Linked DNA regions of Zea mays: region 2 is linked to region 1. The links are chromatin contacts, called in public Hi-C maps. All regions are on one chromosome and are shown on one strand. Each heading gives the region's core, a stretch centred on a gene start, on an enhancer-like site or on the middle of the called end of the contact. The rest is flanking DNA. Distances are from core to core; before and after follow the strand shown. Region 1 overlaps LOC100383943. Region 2 has its middle 17 kb from the start of LOC100280336.

Region 1 (6,482 bases), core at 2,630-5,129:
ACCCAAAGTACATTTCTTGTCTCAGATAGAATAATATGTTCTTTGCTGTTATTTTTTGAAGGTCAATAGTAACTGTGACCGACATTTATTATCATTCTTGTCCCCTTTCTTTCAGACATTGTGATTCTTAGTTCAGAACAGCAAACAAAGATGGTTTTAGCTGCAGAGATTGACGCATTATGCGTCCAGGAGACTGCAATTATTGATCTTGGGGGAGCAAGAGGAACAGTTGACCTGAATGACATAAGAACACAGGTTCCTGCATTACCTGGAAGGGATGTGCTAGGTAATCCCCACTTGCTCTCAGGCCTCAGCACAATGCATATATTTTCCATCTTTTAATGATTATATGGGCCTAGGCACTCATGTGCAGCTGTCTTATTCAGATGTGGAGGCACATATTTTGGAGCAAAAAAAAACATCTTCACCAGGTCTGCACACTATTTAAAACTTCAATTAGTTTATATTCACATAAACATCTGCACATGTCTTTGCTGTTTCTTTTATCCCCAGGTGATGAAATTAAGGGTTCAGAACAAGCAAAAATCGAATCGATTGCAGAGATCGAAACAGTGGGCGTCAAGGAGAATGTCATTGCTGATCATAAGGAAACAGGTAACAACAGTGGCGTAAGTATACATGCGCCTCTATTAGTTGAATCTGGACAAAAGGCATCACCTGGAGTTGAATTGCGTGGTAAGGACTTCTCCCATCACCCTATATATCAAGCTCTTATTATCTATGTTGGTACTCGATATCTAGCTACTTATGTGCATCTGGCATTTCAGGTATTGAGGTTGATGCTCATGTTTTGGAACAAGCAAAGATGGTTTCAGCTCTAGAACCAGACTCTACTCCAGGTTTGTGCACTATTTGAATTTCTGAAAAAGTTCTCAATTATGATTTTATTTAATTTCTGTACAGACGATCTAGGGCGTCACACACATGAAGTGCATGTAACTGTTGATGGTGCTATATTATCATCTAGAGGGGAGCAGGACATTGCAAGATAACATAGGCATTGTTTTTAATGCAACAAGGCGAGGCGAGTGGCCCCCTTCTATCTGCCTAGGCGATGCCATACACACATAAAAATGTATTATCACCTAAAAAGAAGCACAAGTAAGCAAGCAAAAACAGTATTCATATGATGTCCTCTCTGGTCCTTAGTATTAGTAACCAGGTTCCCAGATCGAGGAATGGGAACATGGTACACTACTCAGACTAGGTTTTAACACTATGGGAACGAGATTGTTCCCACGTTCCCGGAACAGAACGAATGTTCCCGGTCATGCTCTGTTTTATATGCACACAAAAAATACGGGGACATGGCACAGCTGCACAGCCAAAGCTCCTGCCTTTTCAAAAAGAACAGATGTGGAGAGTGCTGGCAACATGGCAGGGCAGAGGTGGGCACCGATGAAGAGGACATGGCTTGTGGCAGGTGAGAGGCAGGTCCGAGCACTCCAGTCGTCCGCGTGCTGGGTCTGTGCGGACGAGCGGGCGAGCAGACATCCTAAATCGACGCACGGGGGTTTAGGGTTTATGGTCCTGCACAGCTCGACCATAGTGTGGAATTGACATGCATGGGTGCATCGCGTCGGGAATCGACAAGCCGCCATGGAATGGACAAGCTGTGCAGGATATGGTGGCACAAACTTGTCGTGAGTGTGGTATAAGCAGAAGTAGGCAGCGGCGTAGCGTGTATGTTTAATGTTTGTCTTTGCCTCTCCCTCTCTCCCCAATCTCTTATCTCTCTCCCAGTCCCTCCCTTTCCGCACACACAAGGAATGGCAGGAGGCGGGAGAGTTGTGCGCAGCAGCGATTTCCTTCCCGCCTAGGCATTGGGTCGCTTCTTTTCCGCTGTGTGCGGGTACCTTTGCGAGTAAGGTGACCACCACAGCCTCCTTGGAGATGCTGTGGATGCCTATTGCCTAACCTGAAAAGCGGACGCCATATGCTGGCATAGCTAGGCGACCTTGACACCCAGAAACTTTTCTTGCCTGGACGACTAGGCAACGACTTTAAAACCATGAACATAAGCAGTGGTGCTGATGTGGACCTAATAACTAGCCAAAGGAAAACAGACTCTGAAGGTATCGAGGATCCTTCTATTGTGATTAGCGTAGAGGAGTTCCAATGCCTTTATGATGCTAACAGGGACCATTTTTACTGATCCTCCTGTGACTACCCTGGTGACAGCTGAATCTGATAAAGGTACTTGTGATGCAGAAGTTTGTGCTGACAAGTTAGAACCTTCTGGTGCTGATGATGTTGGAATGATTGTTGTCCAGGAGGCTGCTTCTGTTGATGATCACAATAGAGCACAAGGTATAGGTGAATGTAATTTCCTACCTATTGTTTAATGCTGATACTGAGCATGTGTCAGGTACTCACTTTGCATATGGTTTTTCAGGTGGTGAGGCTCATTGTTCAGAACAAATAAAGATGGCTTCAATTGCACAAGCGGTGTCTAGCATGGCTTTAGTAGGATATTCTTCTTCAGAAGACTCAATGGTGGATGCTGCTGCCCGAGTAACTGATGCTGATTTTGTGGATAGTAAAGCAGCTGGTGTTTATCGCCAAGAAACTATGCCTACTCAAACCACCTCTACCCTCCCAGAGAACATGGATTCTCCTGCAACTGCTGCTACCATGGTTGAATCGAAGTTTGCTGCCTCGTCTGAGCACGTTGCAGGACCCGAGCCAATTGATGAAACTTCTGTTATGCAAGTGGAACTGGCAACAAGCACAGGGGATGGATGTGCAGCAGATGGTCACAATCTTGTTTCATCTGAAACTGTTGTTGAAGTGAAGCTTGCTCAAGAAATTGTTGTTCCTAGTCCAGGTGGTAGCATAGAAGCTAATAATACTTCTACCATCAGCGAAGTATACAAAGATACCCAGTCTCGTGCATCTGGTGAAGCATGCAATGATGGTCAGTCTCATGGTGATGAAAATATGAAACTTGGTGAAGCTTACACTGAACTGCAGCTGGCACCTTCCTCTGGTGAGGAGGCCATGACATGTATGTGTAGTGAGCTGCCCAGCCAGGAGGTGGAGGCTCCAAGCAGTGACCCTTTGGAGAATAATGAAGAAACGAAAAATGAAGCTGCTGCTCAAGGATCAGTAAATGAGGATTCTGCTCCTCGTGCTGAAAATGCAAAGATTGATGAAGCTGACACAGAACAGGAACTGCTTCCATCTGGTGAGGCCACGGTAGACGAATCCAGCGAGCTACTCAGCCAAGACGAAAAGGTGGCTCGTAAAGATGCAAAGATGGAAGAGTCTGCTGCTGCTGCTGCTGCACAGAGACAGCTAACTACTGAAGTTGCTCATGCAAGTGAAAACGCGAAACTTGGTGAAGATGGCACGGAGCTGCAACTGCCACCACCTTCAATGGTAGACATATCTAGGGAGCAACTCAGCCAGGAAGTGGAGGTTGCAAGCTCTGGGCCTTCAGGAACTGATGAAACTGCTGAGATGAAACGGCTAAACACTGAACATTCACCTGGTGATGAAACTTCAAAACTTGTTGGAACTGATCTAGGACTGCAATTGTCACCTTCTGGTGATGCCATGGTAGATATATCTAATAAGCCACCCAGCTGCCAAGACGTAAAGGAGGCCCCGAGCAGTGACATTTTGGGAAATGATGAAAATTCAGACACCGAGAAGACTCCTGCTGCCTTGCATGGACGGCTGAACACCGAACTTGCTCCTAGTGGCAGAAATACAGAATTTAGTGAAGCTGACACTGGAAAACAAGAGACACCCGTGTCTGCTGAGGCTATGGTAGAATCATCGAGCGAGCCTCGCAGCCATGAGGCAAAGGAAGCTCCAACCCCTGACCTGTCTGGGGATGATGAAAAAGCGAAGTCAGCAAGGGCTGCTGTTGTTGCGGAACTTTTTGGAGATGCAACAGAAGGTGGTTCGGATCAGCCATTGCCGTCTCCTAGAGAACAAGGCAAGGAAGCAGAGGCCGATGGAGGCTTTTAGAGTAAAGTTGCAAATATTGTATCAAGAGATACTAGAATCCGTGTAAGTAAGAACTGCTAATAGTGCTTTTAGTTGTAACTGGTGTAAGCTTCTACTCAGAATCAAAAGCGACGTGCTGAGATTACAGCAACAGTGGCCTACGGCAGTTTACTACTGTTTTGTGCAATATTGCTGCTGAGTTTTGTTGAGACAGGCAATTGATCTGTCATCTGTCTCGTCTTGCATCGAAGTTGGCAGCACCATGGTGAGGTGCTCCCGCCTTAACCTGGAAGCGCTGACAGAGGGAAGAACAATACTCTCTGGTTTCCTAATGTTTTCCTGTTCACTGTTTTGATTTGATGCTGCATTGCAGTAGTGTGACTTAGTAACATAATGGTGCGTTTGGATAGACGGACATACCGATCCAGAATCATCTGAACCTAAATATTGAGTACAAGCTTAGATTATCTGTTTGGTCTGCTTTATGTCTGGGTGCAATGCTCTCTGATTTCTGGACGGAGTGGTACCGCAATCCAAACAGACTTTAATGTTTGGGTGCTTCAGGTCATAATCAACCATCTAATTTACTTTGCAAATGAATGTTTCAAACTGGACTGCTCAAGCCTACCAAGTTTAATGGTCCTTCCTAGTATTGAATCCTTTTGAGTCTAGCCCGTTTCCTCATTTGAATTTTCACTGTTAGTGTGCCTATACTTGCCTCACGTAGAATTTTGAAAGCTTATGGTTGGGTGCGTTGTACTCGACCATCTCAAAGCAGGTGTAGTTTTATTTTGCAACGCACATCTCATGTTGAAGTGTTTCAGGAACGTGTATTTGAATTGTCTCAATTTGACGGCGTGCCAACTGATCTCATCAGCGGCGGACCTAGGTATAGTGGAGTGAGGGCTTGACCTAGGTATAGTGGAGTGAGGGTACAAGCCCTCGCTCATTTCTTTGGTGCAAGTAGTAGAGACTAGATTTTCACTATAAGGTCCCCTGCTCAGTTCAACTTAGATGCCCCTGTTCTGGTGTTTTGATGCATGTCTTCATAAGTGTGCCCTCACTCTCATTTTGCTCTAGTTCCGCAGAGGGTGCCAGAGATCGGGTTCATACGAGTGACCTCACCAGACTATAACCGATTATGATTAGACTGAGTATACGAGGCCAGACCCCTACCAGATTGTTCCTGATGTGAACGCCTCCAACCGTGTTTATCAGATTCCCTTTCCTTTTCCCCTCTTCCTGGAGCTTTGGCAACTTTGGAGGTTCGAGGTCTTCATAAAGCCAAGGACCATCTAGAACATGGTCCGGGACCAGCGACGTTCCCTTAAGGCCTTTGCTTTTATTGCACTCAATCCTCTGAACCATGTGACTTATACTTGTCAAACCTAGTTTGAAGCATGTTAGAAGGGAGTTCTGGCCTTGAGAGGTGGGCCTAAGAGAGTTTACAATATGGGATGGGAAACAACTAGATAGAGCTGACAACACTCGATCTTCTGAGTTTGTATTCCTTCTTGGGTACTGCATGATCTTTTGGCGTCCTTATCCTGCCACCTTGTACCGTCTAATTAGAACACATGCCTTGATGTAGGTTGCGGCGTAGCCTAATACTCTACCGTGCGTAGGGTGTAACAGATGATGTCGTCCAGTCTTCTCCGCCCATCCCTTCATGCCTCGGTAACACACGAAGCACAATGGAAGTCATAATGAAGGGCACCCAAACGACACATGTGGGTAATAGTAAAATCCACACGTTACCGGCCTAACACGTCGTGTGCATTTAAAGCTAGGGCACACTACCTGCTACTTACGCGGGCAAGTATGTGTCCCGACGATACTCAATGTTGGCATCCTTATGGAATGAGAGGCAGAGGATTTCATCAGAGGCTTTATGCCTGAGGCTTTCGTCAGGCATCGTCTGATATCTTACGCTAGGGGTCTGGCCACGTGTTAGCACCGGACCCCTACTTGGGTGAGAGGCAGACCTGGGGATAAGTGGTGACACTGTTTCCCAAGTCTTCCCTAACAATGGGCTCGAGCCGTCCCCGAGGGGATCCAGGCTACGTGGTGATCCCAGACCTCAATTGGCTTGAGGTCCGGATGGTGTATTTCATGCTCGGTGTCGTTCTGAAGGCTTGGTGTTTTAACCAGAGAGCACTTTCTCCTATGTCCCCTCTGGATCCCTTTGGCTTGGGATCCGTTGGGACACAAGGAGGTCCGGGCCCTATTACAGGGTCCCAGACCAATAGCTTAGGTTGTTGATTCCTTCCTTTATGGGGCTTGATGGAGACAACGATCCATCCCATGAGGCAAGCCTAGGCTGGTCATGACCCCGAAGGCTCACCTTGACATAGCAGGAGTGGGTACCCTGTTTTTAGGGTACCGACAGAAATAGTGACGCCTAAGCGGGGGTGAATTGGGCAATCTATTTTTGCACTAAATTATAACCTCTATTTTTTAGTTAATAAAAACCTATGCAGATACCCAAGCGTTCATATGTGCAA
Region 2 (6,482 bases), core at 1,137-3,636, 200 kb after region 1:
TCATGGTCGTCCCACTTGGTGCTCCCGAGGTTGCGCACTTGGTTCACCATTGTCTTTAGCAGGTTGTACATTGCTTGCAGCTCTTCTCCTTTGTTGAGGACAAATCGACCGAGCTCCCCCTCGATCGTCTCCCGCTTGGTGATCTTGGTCACCTCGTCCCCTTCGTGCGCCGTTTTGAGGACGTCCCAAATATCCTTGGCGGTCTTTAATCCTTGCACCTTATTGTACTCCTCTCGACATAGAGAGGCGAGGAGTATAGAAGTTGCTTGGGAGTTAAAGTGTCGTATTTGGGCGGCCTCGTCCGAGTCGTAATCCTTGTCCCCCACTTGTGGTACCTGCGCTCCAAATTCAACTATGTCACATATGCTTTCGTGGAGTGAGGTTAGGTGATGTCTCCTTTTATCACACCACATACAATAATATTCACCATCAAAATATGGTGGTTTGCCTAGGGGAACGGAAAATAATGGAGCACGCTTAGAAATACGGGGATAGCGAAGAGGCATCTTACTATACTTCTTGCGCTCATGGCGCTTAGAAGCGATGGACGACTTGGAGCTTGATGTGGAGGGTGACGAAGAGTCGGTCTCGTAGTAGACCACCTTCTTCATCTTCTTCTTGTCACCTCTCCAAAGTGACTTGATGGAGGAAGAGGATTCCTCCTTGTTTTTGTTGTCGGACTCTCTTCAAAGAGTCCTCCCCGAGCTTGCGGCTTTTTCGCCGATCATAATCTCCCTCTTGGTGTGATCTCTCGACATCACTTCGAGTTGTTAGACTCTAATGAAGCACCGGCTCTGATACCAATTGAAAGTCGCCTAGAGGGGGGTGAATAGACGAAACCTGAAATTTATAAAATTAAGCACGCACTAAGGTCGGGGGTTAGCGTTAGAGTTAAATTCAAGTCGTGAAGAGAGGGAAAACAAATCAACCAAGAAATAAGGCGAGCGAACACGGTGATTTGTTTTACCGAGGTTCGGTTCCAAAGAACCTAGACCCCGTTGAGGAGGTCACAAAGACCAGGTCTATTTCAACCCTTTCCCTCTCTCAAACGGTCACTTAGACCGAGTGAGCCTTCTTCCTTAATCTCACGGTCACTAACACCCCGCAAGGACCACCACACACTTGGTGTCTCTTGCCTCGCTTACAAAGCACTTGAGAATAAGAATGAGAAAAGAAGAAAGGCAATCCAAGCGACAAGAACTCAAATGAACACAAAAATCTCTCTCTCACAAGCCATTAAGTGTTTGGAGTGAATTTGGGACTCGGAGAGGATTTGATATTTTGTATTGTGTCTTGGATGAATGCTAGAGCTCTTGTATTGAATGTGATATTCAGAAAACTTGGATGCTTGAAGTTGTGGTGGTTGGGGGTATTTATAGCCCTCAACCACCAAAGTAGTCGTTGGGGAGGCCGCTGGCGATGGGCGCACCGGACACTCACTGTTCAGTGTCTGCTGCGCCGCCACGTCACCCAACCGTTAGGGTTCTCGAGCAGTTGACTGTTGGCGCCTTTGTCTTCTTGTGGCATCAGACAGTCTGGTGGTGCACCAGATAGTCTGGTGCCCCTCTGACTCGCTGCTCAGACTTTTGCCGCGACACTGTAGCGCTGTCAGAGTCGACCGTTGAGCGCTGGTAGTCGTTACCCCGATAGCTCACAGGACAGTCCGGTGGCACACCGGGCAGTCCGGTGAATTATAGCAGAGCGCGCCTGCGTTTTCCCGAGAGTGGTTGCTTGGCTTCTGTACGGCCCTGGTGCACCGGACACTGTCCGGTGCGCCAGACCACAACACACTTAAGTTCCTTTTGCTCCTTTTGAATTGGGTCCCTAACTGGAATATTTATTGGTTTGTGTTGAACCTTATGCACCTGTAATACATGAGTTCTAGAGCAAACTAGTTAGTCCATTTGTTTGTGTTGGACATTCAACCACCAAAATTAATTGTAGAAAAAGGTTAACCCTATTTCCCTTTCAAGCATAATGCAACATTGCACAACTCCCTTAGGGTTTTAATCTCCAGCTTTGCACGTATACCAAAAATAAATCTTTTCTCTCAAATAAGGAAGAAATAAATTAGGAGAGAATGAAGAAGGGAGGGTAACACCTAGAAAAGAAACTTTTTTGTACCTCAAAATTTAGGTGTTACACCGTGGTGCCAGATTGCGTGGTGAGGATGCTTGCGACCCTAATCTACTAGACTACTACTGTGAGTAATTGGGGCGAACCCAGGGCATAACTAAAAGCGAGGAGGGGCGCAAAGGGTTTCTTACGCTCCTTGTGGCACGCATAGGGGTGACGCTGACCGGAGGTGATTGGCGTTGGAGCGACGAAGATTCAGTGAGATAGGTGCTGGTACATTTGACGATGAGGCTCGTTGTAGGTGTCACAAGCACTGATGAAGTTGATGACGCTAGAGATGGAAACGGGAACACTCTGGTGGCTGTAGAACACTCCTCTGAAGCTCAATAATGTCGATGATGACACTAGTAGCATGCTCAACTCAAAAGGAAAGGCGACGATGAAGGCGATGCAAGTAGGAATTGTTGGGCATTATTGGTGCCATTAAGAAATGGATTGAGCAGGGAAATGGCTAGGGAAGTTGCGTGTTATCCTGGATATCCATTGACAGTGGCAGTGAGATCAGTCAAGCGCTGCAAATGAGGAATTGGTGACGGGATGTTCGCTGGTGAATAGAAAGGAAGGTACATGAGGTTAGGGATGACATCCCAGTCCCACACGCTAGAGATAGAGAGAGAACACATGAGCGCGAGCGAGGAGGCATTAACACCATAGGCCCGTCTATCAGCGATCGAGCAAGAGAAGGACGCGAGCACACGCAACTGTTAGGCCAAAAGCCACTAGGCTAGCTCGGGACACTATTTTACCATTGTTATTTTTTAGAAAGAAATTTAAGTTAAAATTTCAGATTCAAATCCAAATGAAGTCCAAATTATTTCAAAAAAATCCAAAAAATTATAATCAAAGACAGGAATACTTTGACAAAGTTTGAACTTATTTCTTGTAAGAATTTATTATATAAAAAATAATTTCCTCTCTCCATAATTAGAGGAAAAGAGTCACTTGTGGTCAAGTAAATTCATTCCATGATTTTGGAGTTGCACAATTACAATGGAGTTTGTACATTGCAAAAATTAGGGTGTTACAAGCATCGATGATGAGGAATCATCCGATCTCCTCCCCCCTACTCTTCTTCCTTCAACTCGGAGGAGGAAGACCCCAAGATCTTCAAGGTCACCCCAGAAGGCAAGGAGGATGATGATGATGACAACAATGGTGATGATGAGGAAGACTATGATGACTATGACAATAACAATGATGAAGGTGATGATGGTAGTGATGATGATAATGGTGGTATATAGAAGCGTAGTCTAAGATTAGCCGATAGAATAGGTTAGGTTAAATCTAGTTGATAAATAACCTTAGAGGGAAATAACCACTCCATCGCATTTGTAGTATATGATATATCCATCCTAAATTAATAAAGTTTATTATCTTTTATCTCAATGTCATCAAATTGTCTTTGATTTATATAATGTTTAGCATGATAGTTCGGTAAAATACACCACCATCAACTCAATAGTCAAGACAAAGATCCAAATCTAAGTTGAATAGTTCAAAATCTCACCCAATCCGCCTCTCATTTGACTCAAGCCTCGTCCATTAAATCCATGCACACAAGCATCATAGCCTTCCTAACTTTAAACTAGAAACCCAATCCACCAAATTTTAACGGTGCAAACTAAACCCTAAGTTGGTTTTCCAATTTGAAGTTTAAATCTAAACAAAGGCAAGCAACTTCTTGAAGTGGAAGTACTTGGATTAAATGTATCCCTTGAAACTACTATTTTACATGCATTAATTTCTTCACCTTCTTTAATAGTCACCATTAATATTCCACTTCTCATTATTTTCTATGAAGAGACACATAATACCATCAAATTGGATTATGATAATTTTGATGGGTAAACTATTGGAGATAGTCTTAGAACTAAGATGCTTCAAATACTCTTATACTATAATCCCTTCAAGTACCAAGAAATTGATCTAACTTCTTGGGTTAACTCCTTCGGAGCCTAACCCAGTCCTTCTTCAGACTAATGAAAATGATTTGATTTCATAATCTAATCCTAGATCTTTTTCCATGCTGAGTGAGAATAGTTTTATAGATCCCATTGGTAGACTTATCAAGTGCACATCCTATGGTCAAGCCTTATGTCGAATCCCATGTAGCAAACTAGAAGATAAAACTGTAGCAAAGTGGTTCAAAATTTTCTATGAAGAGACACCTAATACCATAAAATTGGCTTATGAAAATTCTGATGTTTTTGAAGACCCTTCTTCCTTCAGACTAGACAACTTATTGAGAATCCTAGAACTAGGGACTTACACATTCATCCTTGTTTTGTACCTATAGCACAAATGCTTCCAATAGAGTCATTAACATTGGCTACAAATCATATCAGTCTGATATCATAGCTCGTCAATTTGGTCTTGGTCAACTGTCTCTCCATTTCCAAACCCATCACTACATAGAGTGCAGAGATGATCTGAATGACCCAACCTTCTGCTCTGGGCATACTATATTTTCTCTGAGCTATCAATCCCTATCCCTTATAACCTAGATTTTACCGATATCACTAAAGGATACAGAGTTTGGTGGCAAATGTGGTAACAATGCATTCTACCATGAAATAAATGTGGCATACAATCTTCATAAGATGCAATAAATAAATGTGATGCCCTAGGAGCTCTCTAATCTCACCAAAATGATGATCCCAATGATACAAGTGAGTGGACTGTGTCTCTTTACCCTCAAGAAGTGTGCATAAGTGTATGGGGTGGCAAGCATATGGCCAAAGTCGACCACATGTCAATTTATAGACTCCACAAATGCAACTGTTACCCTCTTCGTAGACCAATTATAGAATCACTAGATATAACTGATGCTCCACTAGTGCCTACACCAGACATGTTTGGTGTGTTTCCAATTGTTATTTTCCACTGGCTAAAAACTAGCCATTGAGGTATCTTGGGCTCATGGCGCTTGTGTTTGTTACATCTAAAATGCTCTATTTTTATGCTCAATTCCTAGGTTGATGTGGCGTATGATGCTAGTACCATACATGTCAATTTTGTCAGTGACGGAAGATGCCTAAAAATTTAGGTATGGCTGCGGGGAACTTAAATGACTGAGCTAGTTACAAGAATATAAACATAACTATCACATTTTTACCAAGTTCACTGGAAAACAAGTAACAAGATTGAAGTCTGTATTTTTTATAATATCAATGATCTGGTATCGCAAGGAAAGTTGAAATATACAATTGCATAGAAGCAATGTATAAATATTTGATATACCATAAGTAGAAATCTAACTGCATATGATGTATGAACAAATAATGCATGAACATGCCACCGTACAATGTATGGTTCGGCGAGACACACACTAATATTTTTGTTTGCCGGTGTCTGCTAAGAGGGAGCGGATGGCGGAGCGCCAGCGACTAGAGGTCAGAGCGTCAGGCGCGGTCATGCGGATCAGGTGGCGGAGCGCCGGGTGCAGTGGCACACGACTGTGAGCGTGTGGCTCACGACTGGGATCTAAGAGCCTGAAAGGAGGCGGTAGCCTCATAGATGATGACAGGGGGAAGCGCGAGCGAGCAAGCGAAGCTCGTAGATGGAGACGACAGTCTGCTCGAATGTGATACAAGGAAACGTTAGGCTTTCTCACTTCCCATGCTGGACCGAGCTGAAAAATCTAGGTATGGCGCAGACCACAGTGCACCATAATGGACGTTGTGCCACTGGATTTGGTTGTTTATTGGTGTACCATCTCAAAAAAGAAATGTGAATCTTATTTTTTTAGAAGTCAATAAATCTTAAATTTGATTAAATTTATAGAAAATAGTATTAATATGTATACCTCCAAATAGGTTTATTATAAAATATATTATCTAGTACATTATAAATAATAATATTTTTATCTATGTGGTTAAATTTAAGATTAATTGCTTCTCAAAGTGCAAGATTTGCTATAGATTATAAATAATAATAATTTTAGATATATTTAATAATTAAACCAAGACAAAAATGGTGTGCAAGCACCTTTTTAAAAACATCGTTTTTAAAAATAAGCCTCTCATCTCTCCTTGAACTTTTTTAAAAAGACCCTCCCACCTTCATTTCTATGTCTTGGTTGCACGGTTGTACCAATTAGTTTGGTTGCACCAAATACGTTCCCATTAAAGATTGATTGATTTCTCGAGATTTACATTTGGATAGACGAAGTAGAATGGTATACGCGGTTCATTCCATGTGCATAGATAGACCAAACAAATCTAGGATGTGAACTAAACATTAATCCCTCCATTCTAAAGTAACTATAGATCTTGCTTTTTCTTAGGTTTATAAATATTATCAATATTTGTACTCATAGTATTTATGCACCCAAATTTGGTACGAAG

What was found. Hi-C and Micro-C count contacts between places; a contact is called where the count stands out from the background.
Region 2: a contact with region 1 is called in a Hi-C map of bundle sheath, with 2.8 times the contacts expected there. The contact joins two enhancer-like sites. A contact is called at or near these places in 4 of 25 Hi-C or Micro-C datasets (bundle sheath, ear, tassel and 1 more).

The regions. Positions count from the first base shown.
Region 1 is chr6:129,196,787-129,203,268 of Zm-B73-REFERENCE-NAM-5.0, forward strand. It overlaps LOC100383943, which reads left to right. Exons shown (of 39, transcript XM_035960151.1): 34 at 116-286; 35 at 387-431; 36 at 514-696; 37 at 789-860; 38 at 2,233-2,331; 39 at 2,417-4,335. The coding sequence ends at 3,999. Among protein-coding and RNA genes, the nearest start is that of LOC100383943, 49 kb to the left of the region's middle. Within about 2 kb of position 3,880, at least 3 of the 20 cell types and tissues checked have an H3K27ac peak or open chromatin away from gene starts, as enhancers often do.
Region 2 is chr6:129,398,330-129,404,811 of Zm-B73-REFERENCE-NAM-5.0, forward strand. No RefSeq gene overlaps it. Among protein-coding and RNA genes, the nearest start is that of LOC100280336, 17 kb to the right of the region's middle. Within about 2 kb of position 2,387, at least 4 of the 20 cell types and tissues checked have an H3K27ac peak or open chromatin away from gene starts, as enhancers often do.